Regions from separate parts of the Salmo salar genome. Here region 1 is linked to region 2. Evidence: chromatin contacts called from public Hi-C data. All regions are on one chromosome and are shown on one strand. Each heading gives the region's core, a stretch centred on a gene start, on an enhancer-like site or on the middle of the called end of the contact. The rest is flanking DNA. Distances are from core to core; before and after follow the strand shown. Region 1 overlaps focad (focadhesin). Region 2 holds the start of LOC106577590 (histone H2A.Z).

Region 1 (6,925 bases), core at 2,605-5,104, 83 kb before region 2:
AAGCGATTTGCTCCAGTTTACCGTTCTGAACAAGACAGGGCAGGCAACAACAAAAAATATTCGTAACGTTTTTGTATTTTTTTTTGCAGGATGTAACATCATACGAAATGGATGGCTGAAATTATGCAAAACCTTTTAACGCATCTTTAAGTGATTCAATAAAAACTATTGTTCACCCCAAAAAAGTATGACAGTTCTGTGTTTCCTAGAGTTTAACTTTATATAGTTTTCAGTTATATATGAATGTGGGTCCTGCATGTGGTCAACAGTAACTTCAATAAAATGTGGCTTCAGCATGCGGTTTCCAGTAGCTACCTGTGCGGGGTCTGCCAGGGCGATGGCAGCTGCGGTTTTCAGGGCCAGTCTGCAGACGTCCTGCTGACCGGTGACCACCAGGTGAGCCACGGTAAGGGTGAGGGGAGAGGGGACGCGCTGGCTCAGGGGCAGGGCCGAGGTCACCGCCAAGAGCCACTCGCTAGCCGCCACCGGGTCCCCCGTCACCTGGCGTAGGACCTGGGTGGCCACCAGCACCTCACTGGACCACGGGCTGAGGGGTAAGGCTAACAGGGACACCTTCTGGTAAGGAGTAGAAAAGACAGGGTTGATGAGGGTTGGAGGGGGGTTGGCAGAACTATGGGTATAAAGACCATATACTAACAAGAATGCAGGGCATCATATTTACAGTATGACACACGTACTGTTAACTTGGCATATTTCATTGCTTGGCATTAATCATTGCTCCTCTCACACACGTCATAAAAAAGGTCAATCTGGAGGTAAATCCGCTTCAAGTTTTTTGGTGAGTAGGCCTTTATAGAAATTAACCTTAAGAAGTGCATTTGTTTACCTCAGCAGGCTTGGAGGATGCTCTCTGGGCATTCTGTAGGAGGCTGTGGGCCAGGCTCTGGTTGCGTGTGTGTGTGCATGGGTCCGTCAGTGGCTCCATGAGGGAGGAGCAGGAGAGGACTTGCAGGAGAGGCAGCACCAGCACCGGGGTCCCCCAGGGGGGTCGCTCACACTCTGGGGGGGCCAGACTTAGGGCTGCAGGGGGTAAAGATATCATCATTAAGGGAGTTGGGGTGTAGGGATGGAGATAGAGGGAGCGATGAGTGTGTGGATAGCTGGAGGCAAGTATAGTGGAGAGAGACAGAGAGAGGTGCATGTAGGGAAGGTAGAGAAAAGAGAAGCGAGTGTGGGGGAGGGAAAGAGCGTGGAAGAGTGAGACAGAGGTGAGAGTAAGAGGCAAAAGGAAAGAGCGAGAAAGGTGAGTGAGTGAGAGAGAGTGAGAGAGGTGTGTTTAGAGGAGAAGAGAGAGGGACAAAGAGAGGGACCAGTCTGTGTAAGGAGAGGAAGCTGAGAGAGAGAGTTGATACCCAGTGTAAGCAGCCCGGTCTGCTGGGACGCTGAGGCCTCGAGAAGGAGCAGAGCCAAGCCCACCATCATGTCCTCCACAGGGAACTCCTGGAAAAACACACAGTCACACGCACGCACTTTCGAGGAAGTGAGAATACAAACTGACAACCCCCTCCTACCCCCCCCAACACAAACACACATCCCAACCCCGAGGGGTCTCGAAAACGCAGGGATCGTAAGCGCAGCACACTGAGCTCAAAAGATTCCCTCTCAGTCTCCGACCCCCGGAGGAATCTTTGGAGCTGTATGTGCTCCCAAACCAATGCTTTGAGGAGATTAGGATCGCACAGCGAGGTGGATCTGGATACACTGAGCGGGAGCTGTCGACAGAATCCTAACAAACCTCCACAGCCACAGGCAGACAAACAAGCTAAAGAGCTGCTGTGCTTTGTGTCTGTCTGTGAGGAAACGGTTTGCTGGGGATTCTTCCTTCTCAGAAATATAACATAACCATAAACAGCGGCGCAACGTCTGAAAGAGCGTGAAGCAAGAGGCTGATCTCATTAGAACCTACACAAACTGCTTCCTGATCTGTGCAGATGAAGGAGATAAGACAAGGTGAGGAAGCCATTTTAAACTATTGAGATGTAGCCCTGGTGTACTTTGGCTTGCGCGGCTGGCTCACCTCTGTGCGGGTGGGGAGGATCTGGTGCAGTAGTTGGAGTAGTGGTCTGCAGTCTCCGCTAAGCTTCAGACTTAGCTGACAGGCACACAGCAGCTGCAGGGCCAGCCGGGCCCTCTCACTCCCCCAGTCGGCCATCTCCAGGGTCGGGATCATGGCCTCGACTAGGCCCCGCAGCTCCAACACTGCCTCCACACTGTCCACCTGAAGATGGAGACATAACACAGGCCGTGTCAATGATCATACCATACCTGCTGTGTTGTGTCTTTCACATGTGCTGTGTTGTGCTATGCCATAGTGGGTTCACAGGTTGATGTCTACACTGTAAATGGTGTGTTTCCTCAAAGAAACAAAAAGGAAAATCAATCTCGTCTCACCTGCATGTGAGGAACTAGCTCGTAGAGACAGCGAACCAGGCTGTGGCATACCACAGGGCTCTGTCCCGGGTCCTCTTCATTTTCCTGGTCTTTCTTCTTTTCTTGGTTGTGATCCCCCGGCTGTGGGGGTAGTAGGACCCTGAGGAGGCTGTGTCTGAGCAGGGCGTACTCTGGCAGCCGCTGGGGCTCACAGTACAGGTAGCGCAGGAAGGGGGCCAACATGGTCACGTACGCAGACTCACCCCTACACGTGTTATATGCATGCACACACACACACACACACACACACACACACACAGACAGGAGAAATCTATGTTAAACATAAACTTGCACATCCATGTAGTAAAATGTAACTTTAAAGCATATTTAAAGTAGATAATATCACGCCTCGAAGAAGAACACAAATCAAACAGGTGAACTAGCTGACAAGCATGTCATGAGTTATGGAGGACGCTCCAGCTGTACGACCAGATGACTTGTACATGTTTGAAGGCCGAGCAGTTCGGCCTCTCCTCTAGTTGGTTCCCGGGGCTGGCCAGGGAAGAAAACCCTTTAGCTAACCTGTCAGCGGCCCGCTGGATGAAGTCGTCAATCTCCAGCAGCAGAACGGGCCAGCAGTCAGGACGGTTCTCCAAGACGATGATGTATGGATGGGGGCTGCTCCTGTAACATATTCATCTATTTGTTTGGCTTTGCTTTGGGCTACTGGTAGGTATGCAATCTCTATGAATGTGTGAAGATGAGTTATGTTTGCTCACACACTGTAAATAAATCAGAAAAATTAGTGTGCGTCCCAAAATGGCAACCTATTCCTTATGTGATTCACTACTTTTGACCAGAACACTATGGGCCCTGGTCAAATGAAGTTCACTATGTAGATAATAGGGAGGCATATGGGACACAACCATAGCGTCTTATAAGCCCATATGTCTGGGCAGCAAAGACACTTAAATAAACAATCATTCATAATCAATTATCCCATTTGTTTATCTGTCTTCCTTCGTCTCATTTAGCTGACAAGGCCAATGCAAAGCAATCAAGGTTTCAGGTTTCACGTCCATGTGAAAAGTGCCGGTCCACTGGAGTTTAGTTTGAAAGCTAATGCAACAAATACGCATGAATATATAAAAAAACATATCATTTGGATATTTGGTTTCATGTATTCTGTTCCCTTATTTAGATATTTCATTATATTACAGGCCAGTGGGTAATAGTGTAGATATTATGGCCACTTCGTTGTGCTTATAGTCTTTCCCTGAATGAGTGAGTCTAGCAGAAGCCTGGCCTTGAAGAGGGGTGTGACTGACTGATGCATCTGGGCCTCATCGACTAAGAGTTTCTCAGGCAAATGTTCTTCCGATATCTCTTTCTGACCCTCCACACAGTTTTACATCTGACCCATATCAGATTTGCGCATTCACACTGACGTAGCACGCAGATGCAATGCTCATTTCCTGCCCCTGTTCCTTAAAAAGTTGGTGGCTGTCATGGTAACGGCAGGTCATGTGCAATAAAAAAACACATCGGAGTAAAAAAAAAAAAATGATTTGAGCGTCCAGACAGAGGCCGCATATGGAGGATAGGGTTTGTATCAGAATTAAGATCCACATATGGAAGTGGTATAAATTGGAAGTCAAAAGATCAGATTCCATGTGTTTTTTTGTTGTTGTTGTTGTTAATGTTTATACAGTTTAGATAGGTATCAGATATGCAAATAATTGCCAAAAGACCTGAATTGGACTGCTGCGTAAATACAACTAACATTCTAAAATGACCACAGAACTCTGAATTAGGTCAGATATCAGTCAGCAGCTTAATCTTTTGTCACAAAATTGTTTCACCGAGACGTGACCTATCCATCAAACAATATATAGTCACATTTAGATGTAATAATTAGCTAAGAATCTGTCTTAGTTGGAAACAAAGCCAAATAGTCTTAATATAGGGCTATTACTTTTCAGTCCATCTTTAAACAGATCTTTTTTGTCATGCTGAGCCTTACAAATGTGCATAACCAGAGGCTTTCAAATTTCTTCAGTCTACAAAGCTCTGTGTAACTTGGCAGACAAGTTCTTCTTCTGATCTGGCCAAAGTGTACATAGATTCCTCCAGGACAATGGATCCACTTCTGACCCCCAAGCTTCAGAAAGGTTAATGTAGAAAGGTCCTATGCCTCAAGCAAAGGCTAATGGAGTTTAGGCCGACAAGAAAGCAGCTCACATAGGAAACCTCTCTACCCAACAAAGTCCTTGTCAATGCCTTTAAATGGCCTGGCTGTCATTGTAACATGATCTTGCCTTATCTACTGTCAGACTGGACGACAAAAGAGAGGGGGCACAAAAACATTATGAGGGGGACCACCAAAGCCAAAGAAGCCTCTTCCGAGGCTAATGCCTGCCCTCGAACCTCATCCCAGTCTTCCCCCTGCCACCTGGGGGTTGGGGCAGGGCTGGCGTCAGGCAGACTGTGCCCAGGCTAAGATCTGGCCACAGGCCGACTGGTGAACAGAGGGGCCGTGGTGCTCCTGGTCCCAACAATCCACAATGACGTTCAATTACGTCAGAAAAGAAACTCCAGTCCTGATTCTGGCAGAGTAGTTGTAAGTGGGAAATGGTTGACTGTCTTAGTGGTTAAAGAAAAGTGGGTAAACTCTGAACATCGGTGGAGCTGAAAGAGGGCAAAGACTCTTTTATGAAAAGTGATTCGTGGATTAACATAACGAGGATATAGCATCCCACTCTTTAGAATCTGAATGAGTAAACCAACCTGAAGTCTACATTTCAAGAGAGATTGGACATGGCCTTTGAACAAGACAAAGGCCCAGGTTAAAACAACACACTTGTGGCAGGGGGACATTGCCTGCAGACAGACAGGCGTGATTCTGACCACTGCCCCACGTCAATCATTGCACGCGCCACTGAGTGCCTCCAACACCGGAGGAAGGACGTCTCTCTCTCTCTCCCTCCCTCTTTTTCTCTCCCCCTCTCTCTCTCTCGACTGACCAGCTTGCCTGCCACAGTCTCTTGCGGAACAAAGCATCCCCCTTCCCTTTACTTCCCCCTTCCCCTTCCCTCCACGTCCCATGGCGTAATCTGTCTGACTATCTCTCTATCCCTCTCCTCAGGTTCCCCGTGGTTCGTCTCAACCTCCAGTTCAATGCAGCCTATCCATCAGGCCTTCTTTCTTTCCAGACAGGCCAGACAGACCCACCATTACCTGCTTTCACAGCCAGACAATGGAGAGAGCAGGAAGCTGACAAGACTGACCTTGCTACCTTGCCATTGTTGAACTGCAAGTTCATTGGCAGTGGCAGAATAAAGGGCGCTGGGTTGGAGGGTAGCAGGGTATTAAAATCAAAGTTTGTCGTCTTCAGATTTTAAAAGTGGTTTGAAGTCCACATCCCACGCCATTGGTTGTGTAGATACACTATACCAGGCTATATGGCTGAAGTTATAATGAATAGAAAAGCTTTGGAAATTAGATATACCTATCTTTTTCCATTCATTTGTGATTGAGGCAAACAGCTGGATCTAGCCCACATAACAGATGGTGTGCAACACGAACACACCTCCCCCATTAGACCAGATAGGACACGTGTCAAACTCATTCCACAGACGGCCGAGTGTCTGCGGGTTTTCACTCCACCCTTGTACTTGATAGATTAATAAAGTCATTAATTACTAAGGAACTCCCCTAACCAGGTTGTCTATGTCCAAAAACCCGCAGATACTCGGCCTTCCGTGGAATGAGTTTGACACCCGAGTTGAGGTCTGAAAAAGTCACTCATTTTAAACTGTCCATTTAAAGCTAGAATCCTTAAATACAGCATTTAAAAAAATAAATGTTTAACTTAGAAATGAATGATATGTACCCATTGATTCTTGAAGAATAAATCAAATCAAAGTTTATTTGTCATGTGCGCCGAATACAACAGGTGTAGACCTTACAGTGAAATGCTTACTTACAGGCTCTAACCAACAGAGCAAAAAAAGGTATTAGGTGAACAATTGGTAAGTAAAGAAATAAAAACAGTAAAAAGACAGTGAAAAATAACAGTAGCGAGGCTATATACAGTAGGAAGGCTACATACAGGCACTGGTTAGTCGGGCTGATTGAGGTAGTAGGTACATGTAGATATGGTTAAAGTGACTATGCATATGATGAACAGAGAGTAGCAGTAGCGTAAAATATACTTGTCTTATGAGTTTAGTTCAACTGTTGTATCCCATCAGAACCCAAAATATACTTTTGTTTTACTCCAAAGTTTGTAAAGAAACACTGATAAGCCTCCAAAAATTTTTTTTACTATAGTTTTGATATAATGGATGGTCAGTCCTTGCATCCATAGCGTTGTCTATGAATTTGAGAGCAGTTACATTTCTCCAGCTCCATCTTAGTTGTTTTTTACAAAACAGGGATGGGGAGAACACTTTGTTACTGTTATAATTAAGGATTCTAACTTTAACTGCCCAATTAACTTTGAACAGTCATTTTAAGAACCCACCAGTCTGGC
Region 2 (6,973 bases), core at 2,912-5,411:
GCTATGAGAGGAGCTGCCATCCCATCAATGGCCCAGCAGGCAGGGTTGGGGAGTTTTTTTGTAATCTGATTTTTTTTTTTTAAACTGTAACTGTAATAATATTGTAATTAGATTACATACTTTTGAAAAAAATAGATCATTACTTCTAGGATTACTTTTAAATTCAGAAAGGTGAAAAAATACATTGACACCTTTCGTTTTCTCAATGACATTAAAGTCTGCATCGAAAAAGCTTTTGTTTGTTCCAGCTGAGCGAGTCTGACCACAAGTCAGAGACCACTATGATGACACACCAAATGTGTTTGATGGAACCTTTTCGTCTTCATTTACTGCCTCTTAAGGGGAAAGTAATCCAAAAGTAAAGGAAAGTAATCCGATTACGTTACTGAGTTTGGGTAAACCAAATGTTACATTACATTTGACAGGTAACTGACTGATTACATTTAGAAAGTAACCTTACCAACCCTGCCAACAGGTGCAATGAGATGGACCCTACAAATTATCTCCTTGTTTGAGCATGTTCAAGTTAACCAAGTTTCTTATCAATCAAGAACAAAAAGAATGCCAATGGACATTGCTGTAACCACTCTCAAATTAGCCGGGTTTATTCATTAGTCAATATTGTAGCAACAAAAAACAAGTTTCTATTGGACAAATCCAGGTAGGTCCCTCCCTGTTTCATTCAATTTGCTTCTGTTTGGTTCCTAGTAAATACAATCCAGGTTGGTGAAAGAGGTAGGTGGTCAATATGATTTAGTTTATTTAGTTCTTGACATAGTTAGTGTATGGCAAGGTGCCACCAAACTGTATAATCCATTATGAAAAAGTCAAATTGGAACTTGGAATTGTGCATGTTTATAACCAATTTTTAACAATTATTAACCTGTTGGGGCTAGGGGGCAGTATTTGCACGGCCGGATAAAAAACGTACCCGATTTAAACTGGTTACTACTCTTGCCCAGAAACGAGAATATGCATATAATTAGTAGATTTGGATAGAAAACACTCTAACCGTATTCCAAACAGTATCTCCTCAGGTGAGTAACTTAGTGAGAAATGTCGTCGGCACTCAAACCAAAGCCTGCCTTTGTCATACCGCACACCTGTCTAGTTACCTCACTGACATCCCCTGTCATAACCCACTGCAAATCTAGTCATTAAAGTGTTACTCCTCAAAAAAGGATTTCTACTGACATCCCTTTTTCTTCCCCCCCTCAACTTGGTGCCTTTGACTGAAAAGATACAGATAGGCCTACAGAACATTCAGGTGTTGGTAGATTCCATTTAACTTCATCAGCAATTCAAGAAGTGATCCCTTTTTTTCAAACAAGTATTCATTAGATGCAAAAATCTCATGTGGGTAACTGCTATTGCAGGTTTCCAACTAGCAGCCCAGTTATATTTATCATTTTAATTGTTGGACATAAAAGACCAGGAAATTAGCTCCAAGTTGTTTTTATTTTGGAAATCTGTTCCCACGCATACATAACACACGTGACCGTAAATGTAACAAGGCTCGAAATGTTTGTCAAATATCTGTTTGGGCTTCTTGCAGTCAATTTGAAGTCTACAGATTGTAATCATGTTCCAACCGACCAGTCGCTTAAGAAAAAAAATGTATCCCACGGCTGAATGCTGGTAGTACTGTCATACTCCATGGCGCAAGTGACACCTAGTGGACAGAAGACATTGAGCTGAATTTAACTGAACCTATTCATCAGTTAAACATTAACAAAAAAAAGATAAATCCACTGAGAAAACATGTAGTTTGATGCAATGTATCAAACTCAGAACAAAAGTGGGCTTTGTGTAAAGAGAGTGGCACAAATGTGCTGTCATTTAAGGAGTCATGTTAAAAATTAGACAAAAATCCCACTGACAAGTTTTATATTTGAAGTGAAAGCTTCCATTATGCATTTGTCACTCACAGCAGCAATATTTCTGCTATGTGAAGGCTCACCAAGAAAGCCTTTCCCGCATAGGTAGCTTTCTGATTCTGATGCAGTGACAGGCCCCAACTGCCTGAAGCATGTCAATCGTGCACCCATACAATTTCTCCTTTAGGAACACCTGGACAGAGGCTACATCAGGGTGGGAATAATTTCAGCTCGAGGGCCACAAGGTTTAAAGATTAGTGAAGGGCTGCACAGACAGTTGTTTGTCAAAAGTAATTTGTAGGCCAGAAACAAAAGTTACAGAAACAAGTATGTCTAATTTATAATGGTCCCATCAAGATTTGGACATTGAAGAGTGGCATGGGCTCAGATCCCAGCAGCCCATTGCCCACTAATGGGCTATGAAACTTCTACCTCGGGGTGCTCTTAAAAAAAAAAAGGTATTTGATGTCATTCAAGGTTGTGCCAGCACATGAACATGCATCAGTCCACAATCCTAGTCATATTGTCAAAGGAGCTGGAAAAGTTAACATCCATGGAATAAACATGCTTGGTGATGCAATTATAGCATTTCCCTCATTGCAAGTCAGGGACATGTAGTAGACTACACCACATTTATAGGGCACAAATGTTGACTAAAAGACATAAACAAGGAACAGATGCACAATACCGTGGCGCTTTATTCAAATACAACTTCAAACATGGAAATGCCACTGGTATGCCAAAATGTACACAATAAAAACAGCACACAACTGCAGTTGTATCAACAAAGCCAAAAATCAAAACCAGCTTCTCTGAAGCCACTTTTCCTCAGATGAGTAGATGCAAGTTCATACATTTAAAAAGTCCTAAAGTTCTACCAAGCAAAACATTGTTCAACCATTGAAGCAGAATGTCCTGAGATGACCCCACACCACTGTTTGCAGGGTTATACAGTCTTTTGCTGTCCCTTCTTTCCAATCAGTGACTTATGGATATGAGGGATGACACCTGAAAGAGGGAAACAAATGATCAGTGGATTCAAACACGAAATATAAAACAGGGAAGTGGTACAATAACAATACCACTGGGAAACAATACAACTGCTGCACTTACCACCACCAGCAATGGTTGCTTTGATGAGAGAATCCAATTCCTCATCGCCTCTAATGGCCAGTTGCAAGTGACGTGGAGTGATACGCTTGACCTTCAGATCCTTTGATGCGTTTCCTGCCAGCTCCAGAACCTGAAGTTCAAGAGCTTGCAGGTCAATATCACTGACTCGAGTGAACTGCGATTGCATATATGGCACTGCATGGTTTTGTGTCATAAACCGCAAAAAAAAGAAAGTGAGTGTTTTGAACATGCGTTACCTCAGCAGTTAGGTATTCAAGAATAGCAGCGCTGTAGACAGCTGCAGTCGCGCCAACTCGACCATGGCTCGTTGTTCTGGATTTCAGATGTCTGTGAATACGACCCACGGGGAACTGAAAAACAGGGCGGGAAACGTTATATGCATTTATTTACCCAACTAGCCATCATTAAGTTGCGAGCAAATTACACTGAAGGTTTGCGCGACTCCCCAGCCTACTTGGCAGATTGTTAGCAGGTTACGAACAGTGTGATCTTTAGAAAATTGTGTAGTTTTGAATTATAGATTCACCGCCACAATATTTGTTAGACGGTTAAATCGTTCGCAAATTAACACATTTAGCCTACACTACCACACGTTTATCGTTGGCGCTAGCAAGCAATGAATGAATGCACTCACCTGCAAACCCGCCCTCTGTGAGCGCGAAATGGCCTTTGTCTTAGTCTTCCCGGAGTCTTTTCCTGCCTTCCCACCAGCCTGAAATACAGTTTTATTGTATGGGTTATTTTAATGTGTTAAGCAATTGCTGCAAGACAGCAGTGTGTAATTAGCCTGTTTATTCTACAGCGCGTGTTGGGGTTTTGATTATAACCAGCCAATGCCAAGGGTTTCAAATTGCTAACGTCAGTTAGCTAGCCAACGTTAGCTAAAGAAAATTACCTTTGCTAGCTAACACAAATACGTGCTAATTCTCACGGTAAACCCGTTGAATAAAGTGATGGATTTAGTAACGAAGAGTAAAAAAATATATATACCATTTTATATGATGTTCTGGCTATTTGCAGCTGCACAGATCCTCGGCGAGCACTTGTCTAGTTTGAACAACTAGTTCCGCATCAGATTGCCATGAATTTATGAAGGGGAGCTTGATCCGGGACTTTGCATGGAGGAAGTCAGCCAATCAACTCTCGAATTCATTTTTTGTCATAGCGCTTAACCAATCACAATGCAAAAGTGCTCACTGTGCGGGAAAATGTGACACGTCATTTTTCTCTGGATGTTGGATAATGTCGTTTCTATTTTATTCTCAATTTATGTTATTATAATAATCATAATAATTTCATCAGCAAAAAACAAACAGGTAATAGATCACGACAGGTCAACCAATAAAGGCCAAGTCTTTGAAAGTTTGTTCTTCTTCTTCTTCTTCGGTGAGGTTTAATCGCGGTTGGCATCCAATATGTTGCATTATCGCCCCCAACTGAACTATAGTATACATCCATTACAGTTTGTGATACAAAACGGGAATAGGGAAAAATGTAAGAAAATACAAATATTACCCTACCAACTAACCCTACACTCAATAAAACACACCACCTTATTCCACTACTTTAATCCTACCCCCTGCCAATACAGGACACTACCACTCAACACACCATGTAATTCTTCTGAATTCAAATCTCGTACGCTGAAATACTTCTCTGCAGCTGCCACAACAACATCTATTTTCTGTCTCTGCGGTACAGTTAAAAAACCATTGCTATGAACGCTAAGAAGCTAACCTTACTGAAATATATATCACTTCTTGGCCTATCCCTCTGTTCTGGCACAGATCTACTATTCACAGGGATCCTCTCAGAATCCCTCACTCATGATCCACCCTCCCAGGGGCGGAAATCCCAGGGGGGACGGGGGGGACACGACCCCCCCATCCTGGGAAAAATATGATTTGTCCCCCCCAATATATCACTGTAAACATAACTATGTAATTTAAATAATATTAATAATACGCAATGAAAGCAATTGTGCTGATTATAGACACTTGATAGCGCGTTTTTGCCTCACAATGGTTTGATCCACTGCCAGTTCCTTAGTTGTCAATGTAACAGAGTGTTAGTATCTACTGTCTGAAAGACACTCAATGCACGTAACTGACGTGAGGTTAATCCAGTCAATCGAGCCAGGGTTCACACACACCCTAGCTGAATTTGCAGAGCTAGCGCGCAAATATTAACTATTAAGCTAGCTAGTACCTATTCCATTTATGTGGCGTCGTCAAAGATGGAATCTTTGCTATCGTCAATTTATTCCAAGATCAGCATGCATGTAAGTTAGTGCTTCAAAGTCCCTGTGATAAGGTTAGCGATAAACTGAACAGAACTACACTCTCTTCTACCATTGTTTTAAATATATTTAATGGTCTCGTTGCAAAAGCTAAATTGTCGCAAGGGAACTTTTATTTATTTATTTAATTTCACCTTTATTTAACCCGGGTAGCAAAGATTATAGCAAACACCACTGAATTGGTGCTCGCTAGCTTTGCAAATTCAGCTATTGTTGGAAGCCAGCCAATATGAAGCAAACGATTAAAATTACAAAAGGTTGCAGCATATGTTGTGTAAATGGTGAACTCATACAGCTGTCAACTCTTGTCACTGCAATCCGTTTCACATTTGCTAGCTACCTTTTAGAACGAAGCCCATATAGAATGATAGAAGATAAGATGATAGAAGCCCATCTCCTACTGTAAATAACCTACATACTGTGTGTGTGTAGCCAGCCAGGTAGAAAAATGGCAGAAAAAAGACGGACATCAGAGTATTTTTCAGTACACCAAAACGCAAAGTAAGAACCCTAGTAGCCTAATATCTCAGACTAGTTGATAAAATGTTCATAAGAAAGAAGTGAAATGCTAATGGAAATGTTTCACAATGATGTCATTAGGCAGAGCAGGCAACAGATGGCACACAGACAGCAGAGTTGTGGACAGATATGCAGGGACAGACTGGCAGAGACAGGGAGTCTCAGGTAAGTTTGTTGAGTCTTTGTTTGGCAACATTATGAAAGGTTCTCAATTTTTTTTACTTGTAAAATAGGAACATAATTGGAAAATGCCATGGATACCCCCACTCTCAACTTAAACTAGTGACTGAACTAAGATTTGTTAAAGGCAATGGTATTGCTGTTGTGATTAGTTGTGTAGTTTTGGGTACCTGTAGTTAGGAGTACGGCAAACACCTTATTTCTTTGGTTCCTCAATATACATTTACCATATTACAACGTAGGCTATGTGTTACAGCACTACTTTTGGTGTCCCCCTCAGGAATTGCTCTTGAGAAAATTTCATGTAATTGTCCCCTCCAAAGTTGATATCAGATTTTCGCCCCTGCACCCTCCTCTACTTTCTTCACTGCCTCAGCATACGACATCTTCTGCACTACTCTGACCATGGCCACCTCAAGCTGCCTCTCTCGCACCGGACACCTCTGATCGCCAACAACATGGGCACCACTACAGTTGACACATACACATTTTTCCACCAAAACTACACATTCCTCTGTCCTATGTCCTCCTGCACACTTCCCGCATTTTGGATTCTCCCTCCTACACGCTGCTGCAACATGCCCATAAACGTGACACCTATAACACCGCAGTGTATTCGGCACAAAAGCTCTAACAGCATAACTCATACAGTGGGCTCCAAAATTACAGGCACCCCTGACTGGCAATGCACAAACAATACTTAAAAAAATATAAACCATAGAATTATAGAGATAAACTCAAAAAACCAGCATGTGAAAAATACTGTACTTTATTAATGTTTTCATGGAACCCAACAAAATAATTTATTGATTTAATTGAAAATCAATGTCCTCCAAATCAAGGTTTCACAATTAATGGCACCCTTAAATATTATTGTAAATAGCATCTACCAAAATTAAACCAGGAATTAAATTCCACTTATTTAAGTTTATCTAAGTGTTAAGGAACTATATTGAGCCATTAC

The links. Hi-C and Micro-C count contacts between places; a contact is called where the count stands out from the background.
Region 1: a Hi-C map of muscle shows a contact between it and region 2, with 4 times the contacts expected there. The contact joins the enhancer-like site here to the promoter of LOC106577590 in region 2. A contact is called at or near these places in 3 of 3 Hi-C or Micro-C datasets (blood, gill and muscle).

What each region holds. Positions count from the first base shown.
Region 1 is chrssa18:59,648,775-59,655,699 of Ssal_v3.1, reverse strand. It overlaps focad (focadhesin), which reads right to left. Exons shown (of 43, transcript XM_014155781.2): 6 at 2,974-3,075; 7 at 2,413-2,656; 8 at 2,039-2,239; 9 at 1,374-1,461; 10 at 848-1,041; 11 at 316-573. Among protein-coding and RNA genes, the nearest start is that of mllt3, 23 kb to the right of the region's middle. Within about 2 kb of position 3,854, at least 1 of the 13 cell types and tissues checked has an H3K27ac peak or open chromatin away from gene starts, as enhancers often do.
Region 2 is chrssa18:59,565,587-59,572,559 of Ssal_v3.1, reverse strand. LOC106577590 (histone H2A.Z) reads right to left here and starts at 4,161. Exons shown (of 5, transcript XM_014155778.2): 1 at 4,002-4,161; 2 at 3,646-3,723; 3 at 3,248-3,361; 4 at 2,991-3,120; 5 at 2,558-2,885. The coding sequence starts at 4,004. The coding sequence ends at 2,824.